Regions from separate parts of the Rattus norvegicus genome. Here all the other regions are linked to region 1. Evidence: chromatin contacts called from public Hi-C and HiChIP or PLAC-seq data. All regions are on one chromosome and are shown on one strand. Each heading gives the region's core, a stretch centred on a gene start, on an enhancer-like site or on the middle of the called end of the contact. The rest is flanking DNA. Distances are from core to core; before and after follow the strand shown.

Region 1 (4,118 bases), core at 142-2,641:
AATACCTCCATTAGCACAATTGAATAATAAAAAGTGTGTAAAGATTATTCCTGGATTGGCTCGCCCGCTGAGGCTCACATAAACACAGCACTTAAGGATCTCAGAAGGGAGTCAGTCTTCACTCTAACTGACCGCTCTTGCTTTTCCCTCTACCTTGCTGTGTCCCCTAACTCTCTTTCAGCTTCATTCACTTCCAGTGGACAGGCCACGTGATGTTGCAGTAAATATGACCACCGGTGAATTACTCAGTAAAGAACGCCTCTTTCCCCACCTCATTATTTTATATGTCAATGTCAGGAGAGGGTTCATAAAGCCCTGCTCAGACCAGTGCCTATCCCTTGGCCATATCAGAACTGCCAGTGGGAAGGAGCATTTTAACTGGCATACTCACAGGCCAGCTTCTCCTGGAGGCTGTTTTATTGCTACAGGGGTTCTGGAAAGATCCCTCTAGGACCTCAGTGTTCCACTGAGGGTGACTCTTGCGCAAGGAACGGACTTGTCATATTTGAGGAAAGATGGCTGGGGGGCATAGTACAGGACGGATCATCGAAATCCATATGGCTCTCGGAAAGAAGCATACACTAGAAATCTCATCTCTCTTCTGACTGCCAATGCTATAAACCCAGAATACTTCAAAGGACTGCTGTTTATCACGGTATACACCGGAGAACACTCCTTCAGTCCTTCATGGAGGACTTCGGGAGGATATTCAGCTGTTTCTGTTTGCGAGCTGAACATGATGCTGTGCAGCTTTAACTCGGGGGTTGATTGCTAACTGCTGAGCTAAGTGGGTGGGAGTCAGCAGTTCCCCGCAAGCCAACACACTAAAGGGATCCTGCGGACTTCCCCGCATAGGCCCCAAAAGCTTCCTTTCTCCAAACCCCAAGGCAAGAATTCTCCAACTGAAGATCTCCGCCCAAAGAAGGCCAGCAAGGTGCTCCGCCCAGAGGCGGGGTGGGTCGGCAGCCCAGGCTGGTTTAACTGGTCGGAACCACTAAAGTACGCAGACGCTTGGGGGAAAGTGTCATTTTCGATAGCTGCGGACACCCGGCCAGAGCTTGGGGAGGATTGCGCTTTCTTTCCTGCAGAGCTCCGCAGGGATCCCACACTGTTTTCACTGGGATTCGCTCCGGTAGGTGTGTGTTCCACTCGGTCCCCAGGACACTGCGCAGGCGCCTGCAGAGCCTTAGCGCTTGGCGCATCCTCTCGCGGGTTCCCTGTTTCCCCAACGAGTTCCATCTCGTGAGGCGCGATGCTTTCTGGGTGTTGTGGTTTGTGTCCGAGACACGGGCCTGCAGTGGCGGGGGTGGCGGGTTTACAAGAACTACAACTCCCGGCGTGCCCCGTGCGAGGACAAGGGGCGTTTGCCCTAGACGCCCCTAGCCGTCACGGCCAAGGATCGGAGGACCCGGGAAGCCGGCTGCGGCGGGAGGAGGGCGTGCGCGTGCGCGCTGGGCGGCTCGTCCTGTTCTGTCCCAATCATTGTAAACAGGCGGAGGCTGGGCGGGGTGGGAATGGGGCTCCCGCGGCCGGCCAGGGGGGCAGCGCAGGAGGCGGCGGTTGTAGCGGCAGCGTGAGTGCGAGGAGGCGGCGGCTGCAGCGGAGCGGACGGTCGCTCGGCGGCAGGCACTGGTCAGTGGCGGGGAGCGTTGGCTCGCGGGGGTCGCAGCGCTGCAGTGGTGTCTGTGGGAGCCGTCCGGCGCCCGGCCTTGCGCCCGCGCCTGTCATGCAGCGTGCTGGGCTTGGGATCCGGGGCTCGGAATTGGAGTTGGGGGTGGGGGGCGTGGCTGCCCCGCCTTACGTTGTCCGCGAAGGCTTCACTCCCCGAGCTTGCTCCTTTGGGGTGGGTCACCCCGCCTGCCGGACAGGCCTCCCTGGGACCTCCCGGTGTGTCCTGTGCTGCTGTGGGAGCCAGGGGCTAGCTGGGAGCCCAGCTGCTTCCTTGGATCTTCCAGGCCGCGGGGCATCCCTGCGGGCCACACCTGGCCGGAGCTGCGGCGGGGGACTGGCCTGACGCAGTCTTCCGGTTTATGGGTCTCACCTGGCTCGCCCACCTGTCTCCGCAAGCGGGGTGGAGTCGGGGAACAGCTCCTGCTGTGGCTCGTAGCCTGCGTTGGGCAGGGGGGCGACCCTGATTGTAGCGGTCCTTGTTTCAGGGTTCAGTGGAAGTGTTCGGCCAGATCTGGAGTTGAGAGCTTCGTTCTCAACGCGTTTTCATGCCGGAGTGTTCTTAGTCCAGGCCAGCTTTCTTTTTCCCGTCTTTTAAATATGTCGCAGTGAAACAGAGTTTGACAAAATATTCCACTTCCCAGTCTTCTGAAGTAGTGCTGGTTCAAGTTTGGGGATCATTACAAGGATTCTTCCAGAGAGAACAGCGCAGTTACCCTAATGTTATTGGAGATCACAGCCGTTTTCGTTTGGAGGTCTATGCCTGTGACAGAAGTGTGCTATACACTGTGTACATCGAGCTGTTCCACTGCCCAGCCTCAGTGGTGTTGATGGAATGAATGCCAGTGGGCTACCACTGAGTAGCTTGGGAAGCATTACTCATACCTGGCAGTTATTGACCAAGACCTTAGTGATAAGTTAATAGGCCTACTTTGGATTTAGTGTTCAGGTGCTAGCACTTGGAAAGGAAAGATCCCATCACTTTCTGTACTAGGAATTATATCGATGATTTCAAGGTCCTGGGTATCTTCCTCGAAATGAATAACTTCCTTTTAGTGGTGTTGGCATTTACAGGGGTTTGGAGCTTCTACTTTTTCAGTGTGTCCCATAGATTGGAGAGAGATAGGTTAGTTTAATAGCAGCTGCTGTTAAATAATTTTTAAAACAAAGTATCTAGAAGCCGGCTGGTGGTGGCACATACCTTTATTCCCAGCACTCTGGAGGCAGAGGCAGGAAAATGTCTGTGAGTTCCAGGTCTGCCTTGTCTACAGAGAGGGTTCCTGGACAGCCAGGGCTAAACAGAGAAATCCTGTCTCAAAAAACAAATCACAGAGTATCTAGAAACAAGGTAAGATGACTGAATTTGCTGTCTTTTTAAACGGTGGTTTCTCATAAGTTTACAGGGACCGTTTTCCTCATAATTTAGAGAGACAGAAGTGGTATTTTAAAAATTGAGTACTGGGGCTGGAGACAGGGCACACTGGTTAAGACGTTCGCAGTATGACTCTTGGAGAGTTACAGGGTTTGCTCCCCAGAAACTGTTCCCAACTGTCTGTAAGTCCAGCTCCCAGGAAACCCAACACCTGGTCTTCACAGGCAGTGGCTCACCTCCCCCTGTAATTAAAGATAATACAAATCTAAAAAAATGAATATTAACTTTATTTTGTACAGTTAATTTGCATAGTCATAGCTTGGCAAAGAGAAGATTAGGTCCACAACACTACAGAACACTATCCCAAAGTATGTTCTGTTATTTTCTTTTTGTGTGTTGGGGTTGGGGGTAGATGGGGGTGGCAGGGTCTCACTGTGAAGTCCTGGCTAGCCTGGAACCTCCCTATGTGGACCAGGCTGCTTCAACACAGAGATCTTCCTGCTTTTGGCTCCTAAGTGCTGGGATTAGATATGTGTCCAGCTATTATTTTCTTTGAAAAAGAAAGTCTCTGATAGACTTTATGCTAATATATGTGAGACAGAGCATGGGGGAAATGCAGATTATTTAGAATACAGGAGTAGAGAGAACTTGGAGGAGGATAAGAGCCACATTCAGATGGTCAGAGTTCTCTCTTCTTTTTTTTTTTTTTTTTGGTTCTTTTTTTTCGGAGCTGGGAACCGAACCCAGGGCCTTGCGCTTCCTAGGCAAGCGCTCTACCACTGAGCTAAATCCCCAACCCAAGTTCTCTCTTCTTAACAAACAATACAGAGGTGTATAAAATCTATTGTCCTATACACACACATGTATGACTATGTCCCGGGGATTGAGCCCAGGGTCTTGGGCATGTTAGGAGAGCATGCAGCCTGCTCTGCAACACTCATCTTGCAACTACAATATGATCCTTGGATTCTGTAGAAAATATGGGGGTTCTGTGGACTCTACATGACATAATCCTCAGAGAAGCTGTAGGAGAGGGCAGTAGGTAGAAAAGGGCATAATGTGAGTGGTGATGAAAATA
Region 2 (4,191 bases), core at 786-3,285, 200 kb before region 1:
TAGACCAGGATGGACTAGAACTCAAATCTAGTCCATGTTTTGGCCATGCCTTTACATGCTGGGATTAAAGGTATTTAAAAGCCACCACACTTATTTAACCTTGGATGTGTTGTTGTTGGTTTTTGTTTTTTTTTAAGGCAGAGTTTGGACATTTTTGGCTATATTTTTAATACTGGAAGCACCTAAGGAATAACTGGTAGAGTTGGTTAGTTGTACAATATAGACTTGTATGAATAAAGCTATTACATTCAATTCTAAAAATGCAGACTAGAAATAGTTTTAATTCATAGAATAATCAGATTGCTTCAGGATTTATCAATGCCAGTGGCCTTACAGGTGTCTCACTGGAGTAGTAGGCACTCAGGAGGCAGACTCTGTGAGTTTGAAGTCAGCCTGGTCAAGGTATGGAAGTCCACACCAGACAGGGCTACTTAATGAGACTCTTAAAAAAAAAAAAAGAAAAGCTAGATTTATATTATGTGCATCAGTGTTTTGCCTGTGTGCTTGGTGTGCACAAAAGCCAGAAGAGCACATCAGACACCCAGGAACTGAAGTTACATATGGTTTTGAGTGGTCCTGTGGGTGTTAGGAACAACTGAATCCAGGTACTCCAACAGTGCTTTTAACCCCTAAGCCACCTCTCCACCTCTGCCTATAAAGACAGACTGGTCTGAGTGCTTATGATTTAGGGTTTAAGGTAGGTCTTTAAAGCTATATTTTGCGAGAAATATAGCTCTCTACATACACCACTGTTGGGTACTTGCCTGGCATTCGAAAGGACATAGGTTCTGTCCCCATTACACACATATATAGAGCTCTATAAAGGAACAATATTTCTGCCGCCCCCTCTCCTCCCCCAATCATAAAGAGAAACTTTTTGTTTGTGACACATATCCAAGTTGTTATATTCCGATAGCAGCAAAGTAGTTTCCTACTGTTCATACTGAAAATTTTTTTATACGTGAGGACAAGGAAGAAAATCTATCTTGATTTTTTAAAAATGCAGGTTTATGTCCCTGTCAAGTCTAAAAGTCACGTCAGAATTTTCAGCTTATTGGTAGGACTGTTAGACTCCCCATTAAGGTCCTAACGGATACTGAAGGAGGCCACAGTTAACGATGAGGGAGAAGATGGTTTCCTGTGGAGTATGTAACTTCTTGGGTGGTTAAGGCACAACGGTTGCAGGCTAACCGCTGTAGATAAAAAGCATTCAGAAGGAAGTCTGAGGACAAGCTGCTGCTGCGATGGTAAAAATTTCCCCACCTGCCCTATGAGACTTAGTACCACACGGACAAATTTAGTGAAATTTCTGTTCAAAAAGGTCAAAGGATGGCGTGGCTAGAACCGGGCATAATGCCACGTTCTCTGCAACCAGTGCTCACAGCCGTGCTTTGGGCACTGGGTGCGTTTGGCTTGGACGCCCCTCGGTCCGCGCCTCACACCGGCGCAGACACGCAACCCGGACCCGCCCCACCGCGCAGCGGTGTCCTCTCGCCGGCGCGACCACCGCTAACGAAACCCTCCCGGCCTCCAGCTGGTTTTGCCGTCCCAACTCAAACCCTGCAAAAATATGTGCGTTTCCTCCGCCGAGCGCCGGCACCCACGCCACCTTTTGCACATCTGGGGTGGTGGTACCAGGCTGCGTGTGCGGAGCGCCAGTAGCCCGCGGCTCCAGGGCGGCTCCGACTCCCACGCGGCGGCTCCCACAGCTCCTCGGGCGCGGCCGGCCCCGGAGGCTCAGGACTTCCGGCCCCCTCCACCAGCTCCGCTCCGCTCAGCTCAGCTCCCCACGACCGCCACCCGCCGCCGCAGGCTCCGCTCCTCCGGAGAGCCCAGGGACGGGCGCGTCGGGGGCGGGGCACGGCGGTCACGCCGCCCGTCCCGTGCCTGCAGGAGTCACGTGTCCGTCTGGGTCACGTGCTCGCGCCGCAGCCAATCGCGGAGAACGCTGTCCAAGAGCAAGGAGGCTGTGGTGAGAGACCGACCAAGACCGGAGATGTTTTCAAGCCTGGCCCCGGCGGCATCAGGGGCTGTTGCAGCGGCGACGGAGACACCGGCAGCGGCGGCCACCCGGAGGTCCTCGTTCAGGGGGTGAACCCTTCTGAGCCTGCCGAGCCTCGGGTCCGTGCGGGCCAGGGGGGCGTGGCGACCAGAGGGGAGGAAGGAGGGCGCGGTTTCGAGTCTGTCCCGGGCACCAGGGAGGAGACCCTCAGCCCTCAGTCGGGTTCCCCGTCCCCTCCCGGGAGCCAGGTAGGGGGTTGCGCCTGTGCCAGCCGCGCCCAGCCGTGTGCCACGCGCCGCCCGGCCCGGCCCAGCCCAGCCCGCGGCGCGGCCGTCCGGCCCGTGACAGGCCGTTGGTGGCCGCCCCGCCCGGCATCCTGACCCGTCGCGGTGCAGGTGGGGCCGCCGCTGGGCGACGCTCGGGCGGCGGCTAGCGCGAGCGCCTTGGCCGCCGCTTACCGGAACATGGCGCGGCCGGGAGGGCGCTGCCAGCGCACCGGGACGGACGGCATCGCGGGGGCGCGCCGTGCCGACGCGCGCTCCCGGTGCCAGCCGCGCTGCGTGCGCGGATGTCGGAGACTCGGTGCGGCCCGGGGCGTAGGAGGCGCGATGGTCCCGGGAGAGGTGCGTGAAAGCGAAATTGCTGCGGCTCGCGGAGCCAGTGCTGTCCTAAATGCCAGTGCGACCTTCCCTTGCCGCCTTGAGCGATCAGGTCTAGTTTGTGCCAGTTTCGATTGGAATGATGTTCAGAGACCCTTAGAGTGCATTGGAATCTTAGATGTGATTTTTGAAGAGTAATATGGGGATGACGCATCCTTCAGGATCCACGGCGTTGAATAAAAAGGCTGTACAAAGAGGTTGCCGAAACCCAGCTGACAGCTGTTTTAATAATTACAGTGAGAATAGTTGAGAATGGAAATGAACAGTATTGCACTAGTTGAGTACGTCGGAAACATTTGAAGCAGTGTGGTTATAGAGACTGTAATTTCCGCTAGACACCCCTTGAACTGGGGTGAAGTATGTTGCAAATCCGGCGATCAGTGACGCTTTGGGATTATCGCTAATTCTGTGGTTGAGATGAACCCGCATCCTCAGCCATGTGTTTCTCCTTATTTTAAATGGTCTGGGTCAATTATAAAGGAAGATGAACTATTCGAGTAAGTCATCCGTTCATTAAAAACATATGCCAAAGTAGGCGTCTAAAAATCTTGGCTACTGATCTTTTTCATCTTCTTCAAGCGTTACACAAAGGCTTTCCTGAAGATTAACTCAGAACTGGCAAAATGTGCTCTCTTGGTGCCAAATGGCTTAAAAGCAAAAATTCATTAGAATCGCTGACGTAACGATGAAGAAGTTATAGTACCCTTAAACACATTTCAGTATGACATTTAATATTTTAATACATTTGTTTACATGGTAAATGTGGCGGGCAGAGGACAACTTCCTATAGTTGGGGTTCCAGAGCTCCAACTCAGGCACTTAGGTTTGGTGGTCCTCACCCTTATGCTCTGAGCCATCTTGACCTCCTCCTGTTAATGTCTTGAGAACGCTTTCATTTGGATTAAAAGCAAAAATATGTAAGAGCATGCAACGTTTCGCCCTGAGGTTATAGATGCAGAGAGAACGGCTTCACTACCTAAGAGTTTTTACAATCGATAGAAGTACCAGTCGAATTTCTAACACTACAAGACAACTTGACCCAGGACAAACTTAATTGTTCACCATATGTGTTCTGTTTTAGAGACTGACAAAGTTCTCTGGGAATGAAACCATGGGGTTAAGGGTATTTGTGGAAGGAATATTAGAATTGAAAGTTGGAAGCAGTTCTCAGTTTGTTACAGTTTGTGTACTTTAAAATTGTCAACACTGACTGTGGATGGTTGAGACCGTGGGGATCTCTGGGTATGCACCCTATGAAATGTATTGGAGGAGGAGTTTCGAGAGCAACAGTGAGGGGTTGGGGATTTAGCTCAGTGGTAGAGTGCAAAGAGAGAGAGAGAGAGAGAGAGAGAGAGAGAGCACAACAGTGAAAGAACTCAGTTGCTGAAGATGTTCTTCAGTTTCGGTATTGGAAAAAATAATGGCTGGACTTTATCTGGAGCCAGTTGAGTACGTGGGGAAAGCAGATGCTTTTATTCAGATCACAGTGTTGTGGGGGTGTAGCTTGGGTGGGACCCCGAATTTCAGCCC
Region 3 (4,565 bases), core at 610-3,109, 220 kb before region 1:
TCTGAGTCCAGCTCAGATGAAGCAGGGAGTGTAGTCATGGGAGCCTGTGGCTGGGAATCAGGGTTCGTATCAGCCCATTGCAAAGCAGGTGGTTGGGGATTTGGAAGCCTGACTTAGCTAGAATGAAGGCAGAAGGCTGGGCCTCCATGGGACCCTCTCTTAGCATCTTCAATGCTCTCTCATTGCCCCTCATCTGCCCTAGTATGGCAGTGCCTTGCTTCTAAACCTGCCTGCTAGTTCTGTTCAAAACCCAAGCACACCTTCCAATGCCAAACTGAAGATTTGAATGCAGTATATGAAGAGTAGTTTTCCTGACGTTGGAAAAGAAGTTTACTGGAGTCCAGGTTGGACTGCCTTTCATATGCTAAGTATAGTACAAGATGCTGAACTTAAGAAGATGGGAAATTCTTTCCCCATGGAGGTTAGAATCGGGTGGCAAGGGAGGCAGGCATATTTTTGTGGTACCTCCATGACTAATCTAGACTAGGAGGTCTGAGAGACCCCTAATACAATATGATGAAGCCACGTTGAAGAATCCACACAGTACCATCCGTCTAGGAGGTCCTTTGGCTTAATTTGTAAGGTGATCTGATTTTAGTTGTTTAAGAATCGCGTGTATCAGTGTCAGGTGAACTGGGTTTGGTGGTGATGCTTGAACGGTGGTGGCATGAGGGTCATGAGTTCAAGACTAGCTTTACCTATAGCGAGCTTGAGACCAGCTTGGGCTACATGAAACTCTGAAAGGCCAAACTATTACTGCTGCTAATGACAACACGTTTGGGTGTGCACACACAATAATATAAATGGACATTGGGATACGAATTATCTTTTCTTCTTCAGTATCTTTTCAGTCCCTCAGAGAAGTACTGAAACAAATTTAGAAGTGGCAAACTAATACTGGAGATAATGCAGTAAGAACCAAGGTATTTAGTATCATTGATTGGAAACGCTGTCTCTTGAGTCGAATAATTTGTAGAGTATGATTCAATGGATTATGTTAGGTTTCTTTTTTGAAGGATAACCTTTCAGACTCTACATACTGTTGTCAAAATTCCAGGAACTATTCACAACTTTATTATAGCAAAAGGAAAGGGGTAGATACAGGAGAAGACACACACAAAATGACAGTCAAAGGAAGAGTCAAAAATAAGTTAAAAGTCCAACATGGCGGTATGCTCTTGTCTGAAGGTTGAGGAGGATCACGCAGAACCTGTGTGAATATCTAAAGCTGGAAACAGCACGATGCCTACTATAGCTGCTAGGAATTTCCAGAGATCAACCACATATCAAGAACTCAGTGGCTTCCCCACCTCCACCAGTTTCACTATGGAAAATGTCTAGAGCATACACAAGCACAAAGAATATTTGTTCGTCGAGCGCGTAGCATCGACAGTCATCATTTCTACCTCCCACTTCCTGGCATTCCGAAGTCAATTCCAGCTAGCCTATCCTTTTACAGACTCTAAAAGCGAAGTCTTGGAAGACAAGGCACTTGCTGTTCAGGTCCACTAAGTGGCAGCCCTTTAAGTACGATCGGGTGTAAGATAAGTCTCAGCCGACCGGATTGTGCAGGAAGTAACTGCAATACCAGAAGAGGTGTTTGACAGAACAAACACAAGATCCTCCAGGAGGCCCGCTTCGTCCTCAGGGCCGGGACTCAGCTTGCCCAGCCGGCCTTTTAGGGATTGGGCTGTTCCAGCAGGCCACGCGCGCCCTCGCGCGCCCGGGCGCCTGGAGCTGCGCACTCTTCCAGACGCCCAGGCTCGGGCTCGTGAGCGTGCGCCGTGCGTCCCGGGCTCGTGAGCGCGCGCGCCGTGCGTCCTGGGCTCGGGGCCGCGCCCGCCGGGCCTCCAGGCTCGTTCGTTCCCTGTCAGCCTAGAGCGGCCAGGGTCGGAGAACCGCGTACCCCGCCATGTTCTCCTTGGCGCTGCGGGCCAGGGCGTCCGGCCTCACCGCTCAGTGGGTAAGAGGCTCGGGGTGAAGCGGGCACTGTCGCCATAGTCGCCGCTCTTTATGTTTCTCTTAGCTTTGGTACCCGGAGACCCCAGGGTGCTGGATAGGTCAGCTGGCGATGGCGGAGACGCCGCGGCCTTCGTCCTGGGTGCCTCCGGGATGCCCCTCAGCTGCGGCGGCGGCGGGTGGCCGGCCGCCCGCACCGGGCCCGGAAAGTCACCCTAACTTAGTCAAGGTCAGGAAGGCGGTTGTCATTTGTCCCGGTGCGGAACCTAGTGAGATCCTGGCGGCCTGCTGCTTCCAGGAACCCGGCAGCGAAGAAAGGGGCTTCTTGTCTGTCAGACTTAGCGGCAACGCTGCAACAGAATTAAAGGCATGCTGGAGAAAACGCTGATGTGCTTGGTGAAGGCTTGCCGAGTTCCTTCATCAGGCCTAGATGAAGGTGACCAGCGTTTCATTTACTGAAGTTGTCCATTCACTATAGGAAATGCTCCGCAGAAAATCGTAGGAACTAACCGTGAAAGAATAGTAGCATTGATTAAGAGGCGTAGCTTTATGATCATTTGATTGTCAGGTACGTCTCAGATAGGCAAAGGAATTGAACTGAAGTTGAAACACTGAAGCGAACCTAAAATGCAGACTTCAGGGCCTGCGAGATCGCTCAGTGTGGAAAGGCCTTCAGGTGTGAGTTGTCCTCTGACCTTCACGTGTGTGACTTGTGTCCGGAGAGTGCAGGGGCACACAGTAAATAATGGCTGTCGTAATTAACTACACAGCAATTACAGGATAGAAAAAAGCCTTGTTTGGTTGGTTGGATTTTTATTTTCCCAGCAGTAAAACAAAAATTAAGTTGGTGTTCAACAAAACACAGTATGTATTAGTATAGAATCCATTCAGGGCTTTCTTTAGACTTAGACCTGTGTTTTGAAGGGTAGCATCCCAGGTGACCTTTTGTAGTTATGTGACATGATCTAGAGCAATTAGTCTTTGTTTCTTCAGATGTGAAATGGGAATATTGAGTCTGTCCCTAGTTGTTTGAATGTATTTCTAGGTCCAGGTAACAATGTGGATTGGATTATAGTACTTTTTTTTTTTTCCTTTTGAAATTAGATCTCACCATGCAGCCCTGGCTGGCCTGGAGCCTGCAAAGTGGGCCATGCTGGACTTGAATGTTTGTTGGTCCTCTTGCCTTGCCTCGAGTGCTGAGATTACAGGTGTGAGCTTCCGTGTCCTGCTGGAGTATAGTAACGATGGGTGATGTTTGATGGCCCTTTGCTGTGTGTTTAATAGGCGAATTTATATCTTAGAGGGTGGTGCAGTGTTTTCATCACTACAAATTAGAAACGAGTCTGGTTTTTGTGGGGTTACTTCATGTAAGAACACTCATAAGGTACATATGAGTATGGCTGGCCACATGTGATATCCTAGCATTCAGGAGTTAGAGGCAGGACCATGAGAGTGCTTGTTATCATTAGCTATATGCTCAGTTTGAGGTCAGCCTGGCCTATATAAATTCCTGTCTGTAAAATATCCCCAACTCAAATCCCAGCCCCCTACAACAAACTAAAAGGAGACCGTGGTAGTGTAGAGTAGTAAAGAGTCAGGGAAAGGCTTTATGTAGAGTAAGGGTCCTGCTTTGAGTAGATGACTGATGCAGGAGTGGGGGTGGAATAGGTCTGGTTGGAGTCAGACACTGGAAGGTCACATAGGTAAGAGAGGCTGTGTGAAACATCTGGTTGAGGAGGAGAAGTAGGGGCATAAAAGTTCCTATAGATGGGGTTGGGGATTTAGCTCAGTGGTAGAGCGCTTGCCTAGCAAGCCAAGGCCCTGGGTTCGGTCCCCAGCTCCGGAAAAAAAAGAAAAAAAAGTTCCTATAGACATCTTTTGTTTCTTTTGTTCCTGAGGCAAAGGGTAACAAGAAGTAACTGAAAAGCAGGATTTTGTTTTGTGGGTGTTGTTGTTTTGAGACAGTTTCTTTATGTAGCCTTGGCTAGCCTGGAAGGAAGACTATCCTAGCCTCAAACTCAGATCCACATGCACTCCCGGGCCTCTGCTTTCAGTTTTGAAATGTTTTCCCTTGTGATAGTGGATTTGTGCTGTCACCCCAACATGTTCCCCACATGAATAATTTTGAGTTGTATCCCGGACATTGTGAATGCGTAGGTTACATAGACACTGCAGTCTAAGTTACTTCTTTTAAGAATATCCATCCCATTGTCATGAGTGTTGGGTTTTTTTTTTTTTTCTTTCTTTTTCTTTTTCTTTTTTCGGAGCTGAGGACCGAACCCAGGGCCTTGCACTTGCTAGGCAAGCGCTCTACCACTGAGCTAAATCCCCAACCCTGCATGATGGTTTTTATATTTATTTTTTTATTTTGGTGTCTTTGTAGAACAGCCCCAGCTGGCTTCGAACTCTCGCAATCCTCTTAGCATTCCTCTTAAGTGTGGCATTACAGCTGTGAGCCGTCATACCTGGCTTACAGGAGAGATGTCTGGTTTGTTTGTTTGAGACAGAGTCTCTCTGTGCAGTCCTAGTTGGCCTGTTACATTAGAGATACTCAAACCTAACTTTGTAAAATCCCAGCAGACCCAAAAGAAATTTTACCTTTTAGG

What was found. A called contact is a pair of places that touch in the nucleus more often than the background predicts. HiChIP or PLAC-seq counts read pairs in DNA pulled down with a chosen protein or histone mark.
Region 2: a Hi-C map of mammary epithelial cells shows a contact between it and region 1, with 1.9 times the contacts expected there. The contact joins the promoter of Ankrd12 here to the promoter of Ralbp1 in region 1. A contact is called at or near these places in 2 of 12 Hi-C or Micro-C datasets (frontal cortex and mammary epithelial cells).
Region 3: an H3K27ac HiChIP or PLAC-seq map of oligodendrocytes shows a contact between it and region 1, with 3 times the contacts expected there. The contact joins the promoter of Ndufv2 here to the promoter of Ralbp1 in region 1. A contact is called at or near these places in 4 of 12 Hi-C or Micro-C datasets (the A7r5 cell line, Schwann cells, hepatocytes and 1 more) and 1 of 1 datasets of contacts at active chromatin or transcription factors (oligodendrocytes).

What each region holds. Positions count from the first base shown.
Region 1 is chr9:112,936,932-112,941,049 of GRCr8, reverse strand. Ralbp1 (ralA binding protein 1) reads left to right here and starts at 1,391. Exons shown (of 10, transcript NM_032067.2): 1 at 1,391-1,632.
Region 2 is chr9:113,132,606-113,136,796 of GRCr8, reverse strand. Ankrd12 (ankyrin repeat domain 12) reads left to right here and starts at 2,035. Exons shown (of 13, transcript NM_001108238.1): 1 at 2,035-2,121.
Region 3 is chr9:113,154,814-113,159,378 of GRCr8, reverse strand. It overlaps Ndufv2 (NADH:ubiquinone oxidoreductase core subunit V2), which reads left to right and starts at 1,859. Exons shown (of 8, transcript NM_031064.2): 1 at 1,859-1,963. The coding sequence starts at 1,913.